3 separate regions of the Mus musculus genome follow, and all the other regions are linked to region 3. A link is a contact called in public HiChIP or PLAC-seq and promoter capture Hi-C data. All regions are on one chromosome and are shown on one strand. The core of a region is the stretch at or near the end of the contact, and the rest is flanking DNA. Distances in the headings are between cores, read along the strand shown.

Region 1 (2,996 bases), core at 18-2,517, 540 kb after region 3:
GGCTCTGTGCCCCCTCAACCCCCTCTTGTCTTCTTTTTCTCCTGCCTTTGTATTTCTTCCCATCCTCTCCCCTCCTGTCTTTTTTTTTAACTACTGCTCCAGCACCCCAACTCATTCCAAAGTTCAAAGCCACCAGATCCTTAAAAAATAAAATAAAGTAAAACTTTCAGTATTATCTTCATGCTGACTTTGAGCTTTAGAGTTTTGGTTTTGGGTGCTGAAAAAGAAAGAATTCAACACGAGCAGCAGCTTAGGCTAAGACACGGAGGAGGGTGCTGCTTGGAGCGAGCGTATCTGAGGGAATAGCATATGGGCTTTTGTTGAAATGTTCAGAGACCCGCTAGTTTCTGGGCCAAGGGTTAGAATGCTTGTATTGAACACTGGCTGAGCTGAGTTCATGTCTTGTACAGCATCCCCTGACACCTCAAATCCACCACTGCTTTGCTCCCCTGACCTATGCACTTGGCGATAGCTCGAAAAGTTTTCAGTCAAGTACGTACCCCGAGCCACACCGCCCACCCTAAGAAAGCAAGGGGGTTTGCATAGGAGGTGCGGAGTCTGTAGGAGTGTTGTTCCCCGTCAAAAAATTCCTGTCCCTTTTCAACAGCCTCTCCCTTACACAAGCGATAATTTCTCATGTTCCGGCGTGAGATACCGGGTACGACGGGCTTAGTCCAGACACCCTGTTCCAGTTGCCTGCGTCCACCCGTCAAGATTCTGGGGCACAGGCAAGAAAAGGGGGGGGGACCTCCCAGTGTCCCTAACTCATGAACGAGGTCATTACCTTGGCATCGGCTTGCGGGCTGTGATACTGGCGACGATGATGCTCTCGGGACGCGGAGTGGCCACTGCTTTGAAGGTCCCTTTCCAGAACTTCTCAAACAGCTGTTTCTCGCCCTGCTGCAGGCTAGCCATCCTGAAAGCCCAAGGAGCCCGGGAGCCTGGGGCGCTGTCCGAAGTGCTGAAACGTGGATTACAAACCCGATGACACGCCCTGGGCTCCGGGGCGCTGTCCGCGTGAAACCCCCAAGGGGTGGGGTGGGGAGAGATCGGAGTTCAGGGCGGGGGATGGGATAGAACGGGACGTCTCGGGTTAGGCAGGCAGCGGAGAAAGAAGGTGGTTCCCCGGCTGGGTTCACCTCTTGGCTTGGCTCTGAGCTGCGCTGGGAGCAGGCTGAGCTCCGTGTCTTCGGCGAAGCAAAGCTAGCCGGCTTTCTCTACCGCGCAGAGAACAGAGAGGAGGCGACCGGGGCGTCTGCCGTGCGTGCGCGTGTGAGCTCCGGCGCGCCCGGGTTTTGTCTCTTGCACAATGTGACGTTGGAAGGGGAGGCTGGTCGCGCGAGCTGTACTTTCCTCCCTCCCCTTCTCCGTCTCCTCCTTCCCCAGCAACCCCTCCTTCTCTGGCTCAGCCTCCCGCCGCCATCTGCATAACAAAAGCCCGCAGGTCTGAGGAGGAGAAAGGGAGGGGCGAGCGCTTGTCTCTAAGGCCCCGTGGCCACAGAGTTGCGACTCTGACCCCTCTGAGAAGCGACCCCAACACCTCAAACAGAATCAAAAAGGAGATTCTTTCTCTTAGCCCTCACCCTTCCTCCATCGTCGCAGGCCTTCCCCTCAACCCTTACATGCGCACTCCCGGGCCTGGGCCACCTCCCTATCCTTTTGCAAGACTTGGGGAGCATCTTCCATTGAGGGAGCTACTAAAAAATGCCCCACCTATCCACCCACGCCAACCTGCCTTCACCCACCCCACTTCTGGGATGGACTGCCGAGGTCTGCAAAGTGTGTGTGTGTGGGTGCCCCTATGATTTTCTTTACGCCTGGGGGGCTCTTCCACCCCCCCACCCCGAAAATGCCATTTGACGGACAATCCGTCACCAGCGCGGTTTCTCGCCATCTGTCGAGCCGGCCCCCACCCGCAGAGGGGCGCAGCGTCACATCTGTGCTTGCGGCGCTATAAAGGATATCTCTTTTGTGCCTCGCAGCCGGCCTGCTTCGCGTCCCCGCTGCCAAAGCCCTCCAAAAGAACACCCCTCCCCCACCCCCCTGAGAACCCGCAGCCTGGGTGTGAAACAACAGTCCGATTTGGCAAAGAAAGACTGAGGGGGGAAGGGGGGGGAGGGCTTCCGAGGATTACAAGTAACTTTTTGGTCTTTCCATCTTCTTCCTCCCCCCTACTCTCCCAGTCCCAGCAGAGACTCAGAATCTCAAACTCCAGATGCGCAGGCAGTAGACAACAATGTCTCCCCGTTTTGCCGTAAGGGTCTTCTTAGGGAAGATATCTTAGTGAGATTTCCCCAGCCCATTTCTCCTCTGGAGCCTTTTAATACTTGGGAGTTTCACCTACCGCCAGGGTTTAAAAGTGAAACTCCTACAAGGAGCTTCTGCTAAGTCTTACAAACCTCCAAGCACTGACACCGGGTTCCACCCTGAAGGCAGAAAAAATTCTCTAATTTTTGTTGACCTAGTAGCAGTGGGGAGCGAAGACACCCCCACCCCCACCCCCAACATCAGTGCGAACTTTGTAAGTAAGTCCTTTGTAAGAGAATAGGAGGTACACGGAGGGGGGAGCAGAGTAGGGGAGAGGAGGACAGGATGGGGCAAGAGAAGCCGGGACACAGGAACAAGGAGTGAGCGTTGGCCTGGAAGAGGCTACAGGAGGAGTTTGTGTGTGATGGCTGTGTGTGATGGCTGTGTACCGGTTTAGGAGCGCCAAGCGCTCACTCCGCAGTGACCCCTTCTGGTCAGTAACTAGAAGTGCATTTTGTTGGCTTTTAAAGGGAGTAGCAGAGATTAGGAGGTGGGATGGGGTTGGGGCTGGGAGACTTGAGGACAGAGGAAAGTAAACCAGGGAGTGAACTTTCCATGTCCTGATCCCCTGCATTCAAATTCCTCATTCTTAGATTGCGTCTAGGACCTAGCAACCCTTGGATGGCTGTCACTTTAAAAGCCATCGAGCTGTCTTCCCTCTTAGCCTTGACTATTTAAAGAGAGAGAAA
Region 2 (3,297 bases), core at 144-2,643, 740 kb after region 3:
ACACCGACATCAGCTCACGGTATCAGGCATGTTTTCTTTCTACCTTTTTAGGCAAAATAGGCTTTTCTTTCTTCTTGCATATTCTACATGTATAGGCTTTTCCTGTCTCCTTATGTGGAGTTCAAGTCTGAGGCTTTGTCTACAACTCCAAGAGGGTTTAATCTAAGAGCTGAGAGGTGCCTCCCCAATAGGGCCCTTTCTGAGCCCTGCTGGGTCTCCCAGGTTTCCCATTACAGTTGCCAGGAACAACTGTCAGTCGTTGGCATGATCAGTTCTGGACTCAAGCAGCCTAGTGGTCTTGCTAATTGCTTCTGATCCTCTCAAACAGCCTACTGTAAATACCTTGCTTCTACAACGGATTTCTCCCAGCCCAATTGATGCTCTTTGGGAATGAAAGCTTCTGAAGCTAGAGCTTGCCCTATACTGTATGGGTCTAGCCTGCACCATATAGCCCTTCTTAGCTTTCAAAGGTCAGGGTCAGGAAAGCTGGGGGGAGGGGAATCCATCACCAGAAAACTGGATTAGAAGGATAAGCAGAACTTGATACTATGCCTGCATAATACCATGGTGTGTGGACTTTTGAGAATGGATCGTGTTCATTAATGTAATGTGCATTAATCATAATGGAATAAAATCTGAGGAAGTTGAACCACACGGGTAGATTTATTTTTGTCATCAAAGATGGGAAGCACACAACACTCTTTAAATGTACTGGAAATCTTTTAAAAGAAAAAAGAAAAGAAAAGAAAAAAGCGCGCACAGTGTGGAAGTAGAGAGAAAAGGTGATTTACAGCAGAGAGCCAACAACCATCTGAGTCAGGTGACCGAGTACAGCCCCGGCAGTCATCAATCATTCCGATACCTCAAACCCTTGACATGGCATTTGACCTTGGGGACGCTCTCCCCAACCACACTGCACCACGCCATCATGAGAGAAATGTCAGACCAACCCCAATCGCTGGGCATTCCATAAACACTTGAATAGCGCTCCCCCCACCTCCCGCCCCCCTGAGGATGGCCAAGGTCAGGAGCAACCTGGAAGTCTAAGGAACAAACAGAGCTGGGAGGAGTCTAAAGAGTGAGCAAGTGAGCATGGTTTGTGTATCCAAAGATCCCAGCCTGGGAAACGACATCAGGCCAAACCTGTCAAAACCCAAACGGGCTGTGACGTTGAGTTAATAAGCATGTGCCAATATTGGTTCAGGAGTGAAGAATACTAAGTAATAAGATATTAATGACAGAGGAGTCGGATGTGGAGTGCAAGGAAGTTCCGAGATATCTTATGATTTTATGCCAATCCAAATGCCTTCCTTACTCTTCCAGTTGTTCAACGAAGTGCCTGGGGAAAAAAAAAGAGATGACTGAAATGAAAGGGAGGCGGCTGCGTTTATTTTGGCTTGCAGATTGAGGGTAGGGCTCATCCTGATGAGCTCCCAGAGAAAGGAGTGTGCAGCAGCCCAGGCAGGAAGCAGAATCGAGACGAATGTTTACACTCAACTCGCTTTCTCCTTTTTATTCAGCCCTGGACCACAGCCAGTAAAATGGGACCACACACATTTAGGGGAGGACCTTTCCATCTCAATGAATGGGAGTGTCCAGAGAGATCACCTGATCCCTCACGGCTTTGCCTAGAGGCTTTGTCTCCTTCCTCCTGGACAATTCCAGATCTTATCAAGTTGATGACCGACCCTAACCATCACAGTACCCAAGTCAGTATCCTCCAGCCTGGTTGGGTCTTGATGCCTCCATAGCGTCTCATCTCCCTGTTTCCTTACGTGAAAACTGTAAGGCTGTCTCAAGATCAGGGCTCAGAGAGTGGATGAGAGTCACTCCCCGGAAATTTCTCCTGAATGCCCTTGAAGATGGAAAGCGAGCGTGGCTGAGTTCTCCGAAGCCCCTCGGGGTCCAGCCCTTACTGTTTGCTGTAGAACCTCTTTGTATCCTTCACCATGAATGCCCCTTTATTTTCATCTAGCTGGTCTCACTGTTCTAGGATCTAGCATCTCCATGGTGAGGCAAGAGCAAAGTTAATTATTCACACTTTAGTATAAACCGCATTGTGTAGTTCTGAGTTCCGACCTCTCTCTCCTTGAGGCAGACAAGACTGCCATTACATTATAACACCATATCTATCTTTGCCCCACCCACCCCCAATTCTAAGGAGATCAAAGATGAAAGATTTGGATGAAGAAGCATCTTCTACATCTCAACTTCTTTGCATGCCTGCCTTGTCTGTTCAAAGCTCCTTCAGCTACACCTGGGCCACTCATCTGTAGCTTCTATCCTACACTGGTTATAGGTCGTCACTGGAAATGACTGGCGGGCCTTTGAGCATTAGTGCTGGGGTAGGCTTCTCAGAAGGGCTGCTGCCTCCAAGTCCTTGTGTTTCTAAGTTATTCTAGTAACACTCACTAAAAACGCTTTGTGGAGACCTTTCTTCTTTCCATTGGTTTCCTACCTGGAGTGAATAGACATTGGTTAGTGTCTTCACAGAAAAAGCCACACCATGGTATTGCCAGCTGCGCCCCCTAACATCCCTGGTGGAGGCCCTTTATGCTTTATCATCCCTCCCCACTCTCTTCACACCCAATCCACCACCCCCTGTAACTAGTTCGTCAAAGTCATCTCAGTATCTCTTTTGGATGTGCCACCTGTTTCCTGCTGGGTCCCTGAGAAATGCAGACTCCAGGTGCCCTCTCTTACCTTCCTTAATGGCAGCTGGAAGAATCCACTCCCAAACTCTGGGATTCGTGGACAGAACAATGAAGCCTCAGAGAGAGTTCTGCCAGAGCCTGGAGACAGAGTAAGACTAATGTACCAGGAGAGGAGCGTGCCAGCCACTGAATTCGGTTAGGAAATGGTCACCATCGGCTCTGTGAGCTCAGGCTTGTGATATCCACTTCTGCAGAGACAACCCCTGGAGGCATTGGTAAGACACACCACAGCAGGGCTTTCTATCATCAAGAAATAAAGATAATTATTCCAGTTTCGTTTCTGATGGCTGTATATATAATACTCTAACAAAAAGTGACTCAGGTGAGAGTTTATTTCAGCTCATGATTCCAGACTGCAGTCTGTCATTGCAGGGAGGTGAAGGCAGGAGCTTGAAGTAGCTGGTCCCATCCCAGGAAAGATCAGAGAGAACTAAATGCATTTGTGCTTAGTGCTCAGCTAGCTTCCTCTGCCCTCGTGGACTCTGAACCTGAAACTAGGAGTAGGGAATGATGCCACCCACTCTCAGGCTAGGTCTTCCCATATCAATGAACATAGTAAAGACAATCTCCAGCTGGATCGGGA
Region 3 (3,155 bases), core at 272-2,771:
TGAGTACACTGTTACAGTCTTCAGGAACACCAGGAGAGGTCATTGGATCCCATTACAGATGGTTGTGAGCCACCATGTGGTTGCTGGGAATTGAACTCAGGACCTCTGGAAGAGCAGTCAGTGCTCTCAACCACTGAACCATCTCTCCAGCCCCATAGAGCCACTTTTTTTTTTTTTTTTTTTTTTTTTTTTAGTCAGGGTTTCTCTGTGTAGCCCTGGCTGTCCTGAAACTCACTCTGTAGACCAGGCTGGCCTCAAACTCAGAAATCTGCCTGCCTCTGCCTCCCAAGTGCTGGGATTAAAGGCATGCGCCACCACTGCCGGGCTAGAACCACTCTTAAGGAGCCATTGGAGACTGCTCATCTCAGTGTCAGGCTGTCGAGAAAGCATTGTTATCATCTGTCCTCAGGAAGCCTTTCCTCAGTCCAAGGCTTCTGTATTTCCTACTTACCATACCCCCACCCCCCCATACAGAGACTGTATGAGTGGTGATGTTGGCCTCTCTCTTTCAGCCCAGTATATTGGCTTCCATGGCCACACTTGCCAAGTGGAAGATACTTAATGCATATCTAACCCCGCAGATACATATCTGTAGACATGCCCTGTCAAGACATGCAGGACATGGCCCTGTCAAATGCAGTCATTGCAAAGTATGTCCCACAGCCCAGGCCAGCTGGGGCCCTGCTTTTGCATAGCTCATTTGGATCGGACACAAATTCATTTGTTTGTAATCGCTTGTGACTGCTTTTGTGCTACAGTGACAGCGTTAGGGACTTGGGACAAAGGTTATAGCGTTTGTCAAGCCCAAGCTATCTGCTGGTTGGTTATTTACAGAAAACATCCAGTCATTCACACATTAAGAACTTTGGCTCAATTATTCATTTCTATGCGGAAGTCAGTGCTCTTAACCACTCTTTTTTTTTTTTTTTTTGTGGTTTTTCAAGACAGGGTTTCTCTGTGTAGCTCTGGTTGTCCTGGAACTCACTCTGTAGACCAGGCTGGCCTCGAACTCAGAAATCCGTCTGCCTCTGCCTTCACCTCCCAAGTGCTGAGTGCACCACCACTGCCCCGCACACTCTTAACCGCTGAGCCATCTCTCCAGCCCCGCCAAGACTGTCTTTTAACTGGAACACCCAGATGTAGCTTCTCAGGCTGTTAAAATGTTGCAACAATGAGAAAAGCTACCCAGGGAGCCTTGGTCCTTCTCCTTTAATCCCCCAAGAGCCACCTAAGATTGGGGGTGGGGGTGGGGCGGCAGAGGCAGAGAGGCCTGGGATCAGGACTTCAGGTTAGTCCTTGGTTCTAGCCAGCTCCAGCCCACCTGGGATCTAGTTGAGAAAGCACAAGATCTAGCTCATCTCATGGGTCAGATTCTATTTGAGCAGCTGGGATAGGTACAGGAGCAGCCAACCTTTCCAAGGCTCATTGTCCCTGTCTGAGAATTGGAGGTAGTAGTGGAAGCAGCTTCACACAGACGATTCAAGGAATTAACACGTGAATTGGACACTGCTTTTCCTGTGAATTGGCTGCAACCCCAGCCTCCTCTGGTATTGTAACCGTGGGGTCTTTGGGTGTGCCGGGGCGTGATCCTGAGGACCCAGGTTCAGACAGGTGTTTTAGATTCTTCACAGTCAAAGTCACTGCAAGGAGCATTAGGAATCCAAATTCCGACCTTGTGATCTCGCGTAGAGTTAGGAAGATTCAGACCCTCCACCCCTGACAGACAAATGATCATTCTTTTGTGCGTCCTTGGAAAATGTCTTCGAGATCAGCAGTCATGAAGACTTGAGCAAGAAGAGGAGAAATAATGAGATCCTCCAACAGGGTTAACTCTTGACTGTCTGGGCAAGAAAAGCTTTTGCTCTCCAATAGCAGTGACCAAATAAGTAGGGAGGATAACCAGCCTGGGTTACACTGGAAGGCAAACCTATCGTCAGGGCATCGCCTGTGGGCTCAGGAGAGAGTGGGTGGGGGCTCAGGAGAGAGTGGGGGCTCAAGGGAGAGATGGGGGCTCAGGGGAGGCTCAGGGGAGAGATGGGGGAGAGATGGGGGCTCAGGGGAGGCTCAGGGGAGAGATGGGGGAGAGATGGGGGCTCAGGGGAGAGATGGGGGTTCAGGGGAGAGATGGGGGCTTAGGAGAGAGTGGGGGCTCAGGGGAGAGATGGGGGACTCAGGGGAGAGATAGAGGTTCAGGGGAGAGATGGGGGCTCAGGGAAGAGATGGGGGCCTCTGGGCTATTCGGCTTGTTTGGGTCAGGTCAGCAAAGCCACAATGACCACCTGGCTAAGGGGTTTGAGTACCAGCTACGGATACATCCTTCGTCACCATCAGACAGCCTGGCACCCTGCGTGTGACTCTCCTCCTCCTTGGGTACCACCCTCTCCCCAAGATTCATGAGAGAGATCCTGAAGGCTTGAGACAGTTAAAAAAAAATAACTCTTTCAATGCCAAGGAGAATTTTTTTCTCTGTATATAGGACTTAGCTCTGCCTTCATTTCCCCTCTTGCCTCTTGGAGAAGGCTCTCCCTGGTAAGACTGCTAGGTGAACATAAAGATATTGGGCAGGGATCAGGGCAGAAGAGACTCAAGATTCCAGGCTAAGGGACTTCTGCTATGGGGCCAGCCTAAGGGTCATGTAAGAGTTACTTTGTTCATAGCTGGGACAAAGCACCTGACAAAGATAGCGTCAAGGAGGAGGAGGGGTTTACTGTCTGTCTGAGGCTGCAGGAGATCCGCGGTGGTTAGCTTGTTCACGTTAGGACAAGGATCAGAAACAGAGAGAAAGGGACCAAGAACTAGAGGTGGAGCAGAGATCCTCCGAGGCCCATCTCTAATGGCCTACCTCTGTACAAGTCGGACCCTTGTACTCCAAGTTTCCCCAACCTCCTCAGACAGCAAGGGGTAGAGGGCACCGAGTGCTAGACACTCCCATCTAGACATTTAACAATGGGAGCTGGGGACGGTGGGAGGGATCCTCGGGCCCACTCCAGTGCGGTGGTGTGGCTCAGGGACTCAGACATTTTGGACAAGTGCTTCCTACCCTGGCTGTAGTTATTTTTTTCTTTCAGGTAAGTGTCATTCTCAGGGGCTCTTGGCAGATGGGACAGATCAAAGTTGTAGAAACGAGTGTTAGAGAAAAGTGCATGGTTTATAAA

Evidence for each region. Promoter capture Hi-C pulls out the DNA fragments that hold promoters and counts their contacts. HiChIP or PLAC-seq counts read pairs in DNA pulled down with a chosen protein or histone mark.
Region 1: a promoter capture Hi-C map of embryonic stem cells shows a contact between it and region 3, with 5 times the contacts expected there. The contact joins the promoter of Srrm4 here to the enhancer-like site in region 3. A contact is called at or near these places in 4 of 39 promoter capture datasets (embryonic stem cells and stem cell-derived epiblast-like cells) and 5 of 115 datasets of contacts at active chromatin or transcription factors (VIP interneurons, embryonic forebrain, embryonic stem cells and 1 more).
Region 2: an H3K27ac HiChIP or PLAC-seq map of embryonic stem cells shows a contact between it and region 3, with 4 times the contacts expected there. The contact joins two enhancer-like sites. A contact is called at or near these places in 1 of 115 datasets of contacts at active chromatin or transcription factors (embryonic stem cells) and 1 of 9 other capture datasets (embryonic stem cells).

The regions. Positions count from the first base shown.
Region 1 is chr5:116,590,550-116,593,545 of GRCm38.p6, forward strand. Srrm4 (serine/arginine repetitive matrix 4) reads right to left here and starts at 1,268. Exons shown (of 13, transcript NM_026886.3): 1 at 785-1,268. The coding sequence starts at 915.
Region 2 is chr5:116,789,103-116,792,399 of GRCm38.p6, forward strand. No RefSeq gene overlaps it. Among named protein-coding and RNA genes, the nearest start is that of Gm29843, 12 kb to the right of the region's middle. Within about 2 kb of position 1,394, at least 7 of the 459 cell types and tissues checked have an H3K27ac peak or open chromatin away from gene starts, as enhancers often do. A contact at or near this core is called in embryonic stem cells, where this site is marked.
Region 3 is chr5:116,051,585-116,054,739 of GRCm38.p6, forward strand. The region is part of intron 1 of Tmem233 (transmembrane protein 233); the gene reads right to left. Among named protein-coding and RNA genes, the nearest start is that of Gm13842, 24 kb to the left of the region's middle. Within about 2 kb of position 1,522, at least 7 of the 459 cell types and tissues checked have an H3K27ac peak or open chromatin away from gene starts, as enhancers often do. A contact at or near this core is called in embryonic stem cells, where this site is marked.